2 separate regions of the Mus musculus genome follow, and region 1 is linked to region 2. Evidence: chromatin contacts called from public Hi-C data. All regions are on one chromosome and are shown on one strand. The core of a region is the stretch at or near the end of the contact, and the rest is flanking DNA. Distances in the headings are between cores, read along the strand shown.

What was found. A called contact is a pair of places that touch in the nucleus more often than the background predicts.
Region 1: a contact with region 2 is called in a Hi-C map of liver, with 2.0 times the contacts expected there. The contact joins two enhancer-like sites. A contact is called at or near these places in 1 of 15 datasets of contacts at CTCF or cohesin (large pre-B cells), 7 of 484 Hi-C or Micro-C datasets (the C10 cell line, the HPC-7 cell line, bone marrow-derived macrophages and 3 more), 17 of 115 datasets of contacts at active chromatin or transcription factors (the 230-238 cell line, the SCID.adh cell line, bone marrow-derived macrophages and 9 more) and 3 of 9 other capture datasets (adipose tissue, liver and pancreatic islet).

Annotation. Positions count from the first base shown.
Region 1 is chr3:51,363,805-51,367,359 of GRCm38.p6, forward strand. No RefSeq gene overlaps it. Among named protein-coding and RNA genes, the nearest start is that of n-TPagg5, 6.2 kb to the left of the region's middle. Within about 2 kb of position 1,532, at least 116 of the 459 cell types and tissues checked have an H3K27ac peak or open chromatin away from gene starts, as enhancers often do. A contact at or near this core is called in liver, where this site is marked.
Region 2 is chr3:51,251,905-51,255,190 of GRCm38.p6, forward strand. It overlaps Elf2 (E74-like factor 2), which reads right to left. Exons shown (of 10, transcript NM_023502.2): 10 at 816-3,286. Among named protein-coding and RNA genes, the nearest start is that of 4930577N17Rik, 23 kb to the right of the region's middle. Within about 2 kb of position 1,512, at least 13 of the 459 cell types and tissues checked have an H3K27ac peak or open chromatin away from gene starts, as enhancers often do. A contact at or near this core is called in liver, where this site is marked.

The sequences.
Region 1 (3,555 bases), core at 282-2,781, 110 kb after region 2:
CCTGAGAGTGCAAAATGTCAAGACCGCCGTTTGTGAGTGGCCCCCTGGGAACCTAGAAAGTTCCGGCTCTGAGTCGACCTATAAATATCAAATTGTACTGACTACCTGGAAGTCTATGCTGAAATTACAGCAACTTTAAAGGAGCTAGAAAGATTAGAGGTTATTTGCTCAACCCGAAGGCCTTTCTTTCTTCAGCTTGGTGTGTGGCCTGTGAAGATGCCAGACAGCTCCTATAAAAGACTTCAGATGAAGAGAGCTAAGTAAGGTCGACCCCATCTACACCGCTGTGGCCAGCACTACTAAGTAAGGTAGTTACCATGTCTATGCCACTGTGCCCAGCACGGCTCTTATGCCAGAACAACAGATACAAGTAATGGCATCTCTCCATGTGGTGTTGGAACTTGCGAACACACCTATTTTCCTTCTTTCTCTTTTCTTTCTTCTTCCTCCTCCTCCTCTTCCTCCTTCTACTTCCTTCTCTTCCTTCTTCTTTTCCTTCTTCCTCCTCCTCTTCCTTCTTTTCCTTCTTCTACCTTCTTCCTCCTCCTCCTCTTCCTCCTTCTACTTCCTCCTCTTCCTTCTTCTTTTCCTTCTTCCTCCTCCTCTTCCTTCTTTTCCTTCTTCTACCTTCTTCTTCCTCCTCCTCCTCTTCCTCCTTCTACTTCCTCCTCTTCCTTCTTCTTTTCCTTCTTTCTCCTCCTCTTCCTTCTTTTCCTTCTTCTACCTTCTTTTCTCCTCCGTCTTTTTGTATTCTCTGAGTTGCTGAATCCCCAGGGGTTATTTAAATTCAAAGGAGTCTCTACCACTCATGCAAAATTACCTGCCACACTGTCTATTTGTCAAGGGAAGGTGGCTGGAGACCTTGCTTTCTCCTCCTGCTCTCTCCCCTAAGTGAAAAAGTTTCACAACACGTCTCTGAAAGACTTCGCGGTGTGCACCTCAGGGAAGCAGGATGGGCAGTCAGTCCACAAAAGGCAAGGGCGAGCTCCTCTGTGAAATTCTAGATCTTATACTCCAGTAAGAGGGGTATCAATATCACACCCAACAACTTAGTAAAAATGTACCACGTGCTGTAAGTGCTAAAATAGATAGATGGCTCAAGAGGCTCCTGAGTAAGCTAAGGTCCTTGCAAGATAACCTTAATGGCCGTGTCCCTTTGTGTTAGAAGTCACCAGATGTTCGGGGGACTATGGAAAAAAACAGCTTGAGCAAACAGTTCTAATAGCGTTTGGGTCCTAGCCATGGAAAGGGAAGGAAGCTGGCGCACAGTACTAAAACAGCAACTGCTGGATGAACGTGGAGCATTCCAACAGGAAGGGCCCAGCATCCCAGTGACAGCGAAAGCTGCATATCCAAATAAAGGCCACGTCTCTTTCTCCGGTAGCGCGAAATCAAACTTGCCAGAGGCGGCTCGCACTTTTTACAGCAATGTGGTGCGGTGTTTGCAAGTCCCGTCGCCAAGGCCGTGCAGGCTGTGTTGGCACCAGTGTTCTTTCAAGCTTCTAAGCCGCCCCCGGGTAAGTGAACCAAGCGCTAGGAGAGATAAAGTGCTAAGAGGGACACCATCTGTCTGCAGAAGGGGAGGACACCAAACGGGACTGGGTGGCGGTCGAAATGCAAATGAACACTGACACCGTGTGGCTGGAGAAAGGAAGCAAGAAAGCGAGAAAGCGTAGCCAGCGGACTGAGATAAGAGACAGCAGAGTGGAAAGTACCAGTTTCACTGGTAGTGAGATTTACCCTGTGACAATCCATATGGACAGTAGCGGGGCTGTATTCGGAGGTCTGACTTTATGGCTGGCCCAATGGGAAAAGAACCAGGTGGATGCTCTTTCCACCACTGTGGGGCAGCAGATCTTGGAGGACATATGTAACAGAGTTCAACAGGAATCAGTGGTTTTCTATGTGGCTGGCAGCCCATAGCTGGTTGAGGTTTGAAAATCGGGAAGCAGATGCCCTTACCAAGCTACAAGCCATCTGCCTCCAGAGATCACTGGAGGCTCTTATCTACAGTCTGGCCACAGTGATTTGGCACACACTGGAAAGTAGCTAGAGCTACCAACATTCCCATGAAATAGTCTGCTATTCTGCATGGTAACAATAAATGTGAGGCATGTTCCAAATTAAGACACGGAGAGACTATACAGGGTCCGTATATGTCAGTAAGGATACAAGTCGGTGCTCACCTGTGTGGACACTGCCGCAAGTCCATTGTCTCCAAGCCTTAATGCCCCAGTCTGCTAACCTGGGCCTAGTCTTGGAAGCCTCTACCCTCCATACAATATTATGTAGGCCTAGGATGTTTTCAGCCTCCGAAACTTGCTGCTGGCTAAGCACACCCTTTCTTCTTCCTTCTGAACTCTGGCTGGTTGGTTCAATCTAGCTCTTCTGACTCAAACTCCTCTCTCTCCAAGCTGTCTTCTCTCTCAGTCTCTGAATTGCTCTGCTGTGCCTCAAACTAACAGTAGCAATGTTCTAATATGGCTTCTTCTCATTTTCTGGCTCACTCTGTCTTTACCTGTCTCTGTACAACTGTCCTGGTAAAACTGTGTCTTAGTTAGAGTTTCCATTGCTGTGAATAGACACCATGACCAAGGCGAGTCTTATAAAAGCAAACATTTAATTGGGGCCGGCTTACAGGTTCAGAGGTCCAGTCCACTATCATCATAGCAGGAACTACGGCAGCATGCAGGAAGGCATGGTGCTAGAGAAGGAGCTGAGAGTTCTGCATCTTGACCAGAAGGCAACCAGGGGAGACTGGCCTCCAGGCAGCTAGGAGGATGGTCTCAAAGCCTACCCCACAGTGACTCACTTCCTTCAACAAGGCCACACCTACTCCAAAAAGTCCACATCTCTTAATAGTGTCACTCCCTGGACCAAGCGTATTCAAACCACCACAAACTGCCTCCTTCCTCTTTCTCTCGCTCTAGGCTGCTCCACTCTCCTTCTCAACTCTACTGTACCACTCTCTAGGAACGCTACTGTATTCCTGTGCTGAATGCTCCTCTTCCTCTCTCCTTGTGAGAGTTGGGAGTATCCTATCTGTCAGATCTTTCTCTGATTCGTCACTTTTTCTGCCACTCAATTAGACATCACTTTCAAACATGGGTGTTTCCTTCTACAGACGAACTTTACCTTCATTGTTTGGATTAAAGCTGAGAGCTATGGATGTGTTTATATTCCAGCCAGAGGGATTAAAGGTGTGTGCTAAGGGTTGAGCCACAACCTAACTAGAAACCAGCTCAGATATCCTGTAACAGAAAACTTTTAATCAGTTAATGTGTTGTGCAGCAATCCATGAGTGAAGCACACTGGGTCTTATCCAACTCAGCGGTACCCACAGGCACGGAGAACTGATAATGATTGGGGCACTCGCTTCACAGTCACAGGGCTAAAGGGACCAGGACTAATTGTACTTCCATTCATTTTACAACTATACACAGGCTGTATTGACTGAAATAATTATGGGGTTATTAAAATGGAAATATAGGGTGCTGAACAGATGGCTCAGCAATTAAGGGCATTTGCTAGGACTTGGGTCACTTCACAAGACCA
Region 2 (3,286 bases), core at 262-2,761:
CTCGCTCACCAGGGGCCAACAGTACTTTACCACAAGGCCTGACTCAGTTATGGGGGGACACAATCAAGTTACAGCATCAGAGGACTTGGAGTAACTGAATAGTTCAAGGCCATGTGGAGCGGAGATAGCTCAGTGGTCAGCACCAGGAAAAACAACTACTAGCAGGACATGGTAGTGTCCTGGGAGTGTAGAGGCAGGGTGGTCCGGAGTTCATGGCCATTCTCAACCACAAAGCAAGTTCAAGGCCAGCCTAGGATATTTGAAAGCCAAAATAAGAAAGAGATGGCTGTTCAACAGAGATTTGCAGTCAGTGGCTCAGCCATTAGTAATGTCTTTGTTTCTTGCCCCTTATCATCTTTGGCATGTTGGCTTTATCCTCCTTGTTTAACCTTTTTTTTTTTTAAATGATACACTTTGTAGCCCAGGCTGGCCTAGTGCTATGTAGCCCAAGATGACCTCAAATTTGCAGCAGTGCTCCTGCCTCAGTGTCCCAGGGCTAGGATGGCAGTGTGAGCCTCCACGCCCAGCTCTGCCCAGCCTGATTCTCCAAGCCCAGACTTGGTGCTTTTCTAGCTCCCCTTCCCAACATGCCAGTCCCCAGCCTCAGAGTAGACATTCCCCACCCAAGTAAGGTTTCCAATGCCTACTATGGGATTATTTGTTTGTTCTGATGCTTAACTCCCACCCAGTAAGAAAAGTAAAGATGAGGTGGGAGTGGAGATGCCATGGATATGTCTCAATGATAAAAAGGTCTTGACACTAGCAAAGAGACAAGTGGGCAGGATGCTATTGAATTTAAAGAAATCACAATGGTGTCATGAAATCCACTTTTATTTATTTTGGCTTTTTGGCGCACTAGCTTCCTGGAATCACAGCACTCTAGAGTCTGAGGCAGAAAGACGATGTGTTTTCTGACAACCTGGGCTACACAGCCAGAGGAGTGGAGGCAGGCACGCACAAGAACATACCATCAACAGGACTTGGGAGAATGGCCAGATGTGCATGATGTGTCTGAGATAATCTTACAGGTCCCTGGCAGAAGTAACGCACTGTACTACAGGGAATGAGTTTAATGCAGCACTTGGGAAGAGGTGTGATGTGGCAATTAGATAAAGTGAGCCAGTAAGAGTCAAAATCTAGTCTGGTCTGAGGTTTGGTAAGGAAAAAGCATGGGCACCTATCTGAAGAACAGCCTTCACGACGGAATCCCTTTAATAAAACATTCAGTAGAGCCTGCTTGTGCACGCGCACTAACTCCTCCCATCCCTTCTACACTGGTAAGCCCTACAGAGAAAACCTTGGTTGGAAGTCAAGCCAGACCGGAGGAGAGCCATTTAGGCTGAGAATAAGCCAGAGGCATGTCATGGGAAGCCAAGTTAACTTTGGGAAGCAAAACTAAGGCACAAGATTTGATGGGGAGGCGAGGGTGAAGGTAAGTGGGTGGAGACACGGCTCATGGGTTAGGGCTGCTCCTGCAGAGGTCTCGGGTTTGTTTGGTTCCCAGCGCCTACATGGCAGCTCCAAGTTTAACTCCAGTTTCAGGAGCGCCAACTCTCCTGGCCTCCATGAGCACCTCGTACACAACATCTGCAGGCACATCAAAGTAAATTAGGTGTAAAAATGTCGTGTGGAATGTTTGAGAAGACTAGGTAAAGGTGCTTGTGACTGAGTCTCATGACAGGAGAAGAACTGACTTCTGAACCTTGACCTTCATGCATGTACACGCTCTAACTTTGAAAACATTTTCAGAATTGTGTTTGTAAGCTAGGCCACTGGTGACCTTCAATGAGCACTGCAGGTTGGCTTCCCATTGAGGAAAAAAGTGGCCTGGTAGAAAATACTGAATGACTGTTAACTACTGGGCCAGGGAAAGAGACACTCTGATGGGTAGGAGGCACCTCTTTCCGAGACACAAGGATGGTTGCTGAAGTGAGATCCTCTGTAGCAAAGGGTCCAGCCTGGGGTCTCTGAAGCTGTACACGGCCATCTGGAGAGAATGCTGAAAAGTCACCTAAGGAGTAAACACAGACCGTTCATCACAGTGCAAAGGCCTGGAGAGGCTGGAAATGCATCAAGCCATGGTTTTGTGGCTTTTCTCCAAAAATGCTGGACACAAGATGGAAACATTATATTGACTTATCATTCAGGGGGTTGAAGTCCGAAAGCTGGAGTTACATTTGCAAATCTAGATTTTATATGTTTACCTGAAAACTTTTTCTGTTGCTTTTAGAAGAGAGTTCTAATCAGCTGAATGCAGAAGAAAGTATCTGCTTAAAAGTTAGCACCTTTAGCTGTTAACCAAAGTCTGTGTATGTTCTGCGTGGCTCAGGACGCAGAGAGAGCATGGACCTTTGCAAAGGAGTTTTAGGGACTTGACCAAAAGACAATCCTCAATACTTGACAATACTCAATTTTGAGAGATGAAGTATTTAAGAGGTAAATTTTGAGGGTAACTCCAAAAGTAGTAATCAAATCAACCTAGTTTTTTAAAGTATCGTTACCTAAGCTTGTGGAATGAGACCTGGAGAGACGGTTTAGCAGTGGAGTGGTGACCGCACTTTCAGAAGAGCAGGTTCAAAACGCCAAGCACAGCTCCCAACCATCTAGTGACCTGACCTCTCTCCAGCCTCCTCAGGCACCAGTACACAAGTGTACACAGCCACGCAGACAAAACACCCATACACAGAATTTTTAAAATCAGGTTAGTTTTTTTAAAAAAGGCTAGAAAAGGTAAAAATCTTTGCTGCTATAAATAGCATGTTAAAGATACAAAGGCCAAAAATATTCAGTGGTTCATCTACATTTCTAAAAAGATAGACGTCTACCATGTACAGGAGGACCTAACTATAACTGTGTGACACTTAAATTTGTGACTCTGGTCCTTCAGTCTTCACCTGTACAGTCACCTGTACAGGCCAGGCCACAGCTCTCTACCCATAAAAGGTGTGACGGGAAACAAACTGAACGGAAGCAACTCAGTACCTGGGAGGTGCTAGGCCAGACCCAGGGGCCAGGCCAGACCCAGGGGCCTGCACATGCCAGGCACGCCGCTACCACTAGTGCTGAAAGTGTTTCACATGTATAGGTCCATTATGATTGGCCAATTTCCTGACCTGTATTTCTTATGTGGTTATAGTTATAAAGGAAGTGGGAATGTGCAGAGAGTTGTCAAATATTTCTATAATGGGACAAAGACGAAACCGGAGTAGCATTTCTTCAGGCAGTCATTAAGAAAACACCAGACTTCTGTGGCCTGACTGAAACGACAGCCTGGGCTGGCTTGTGA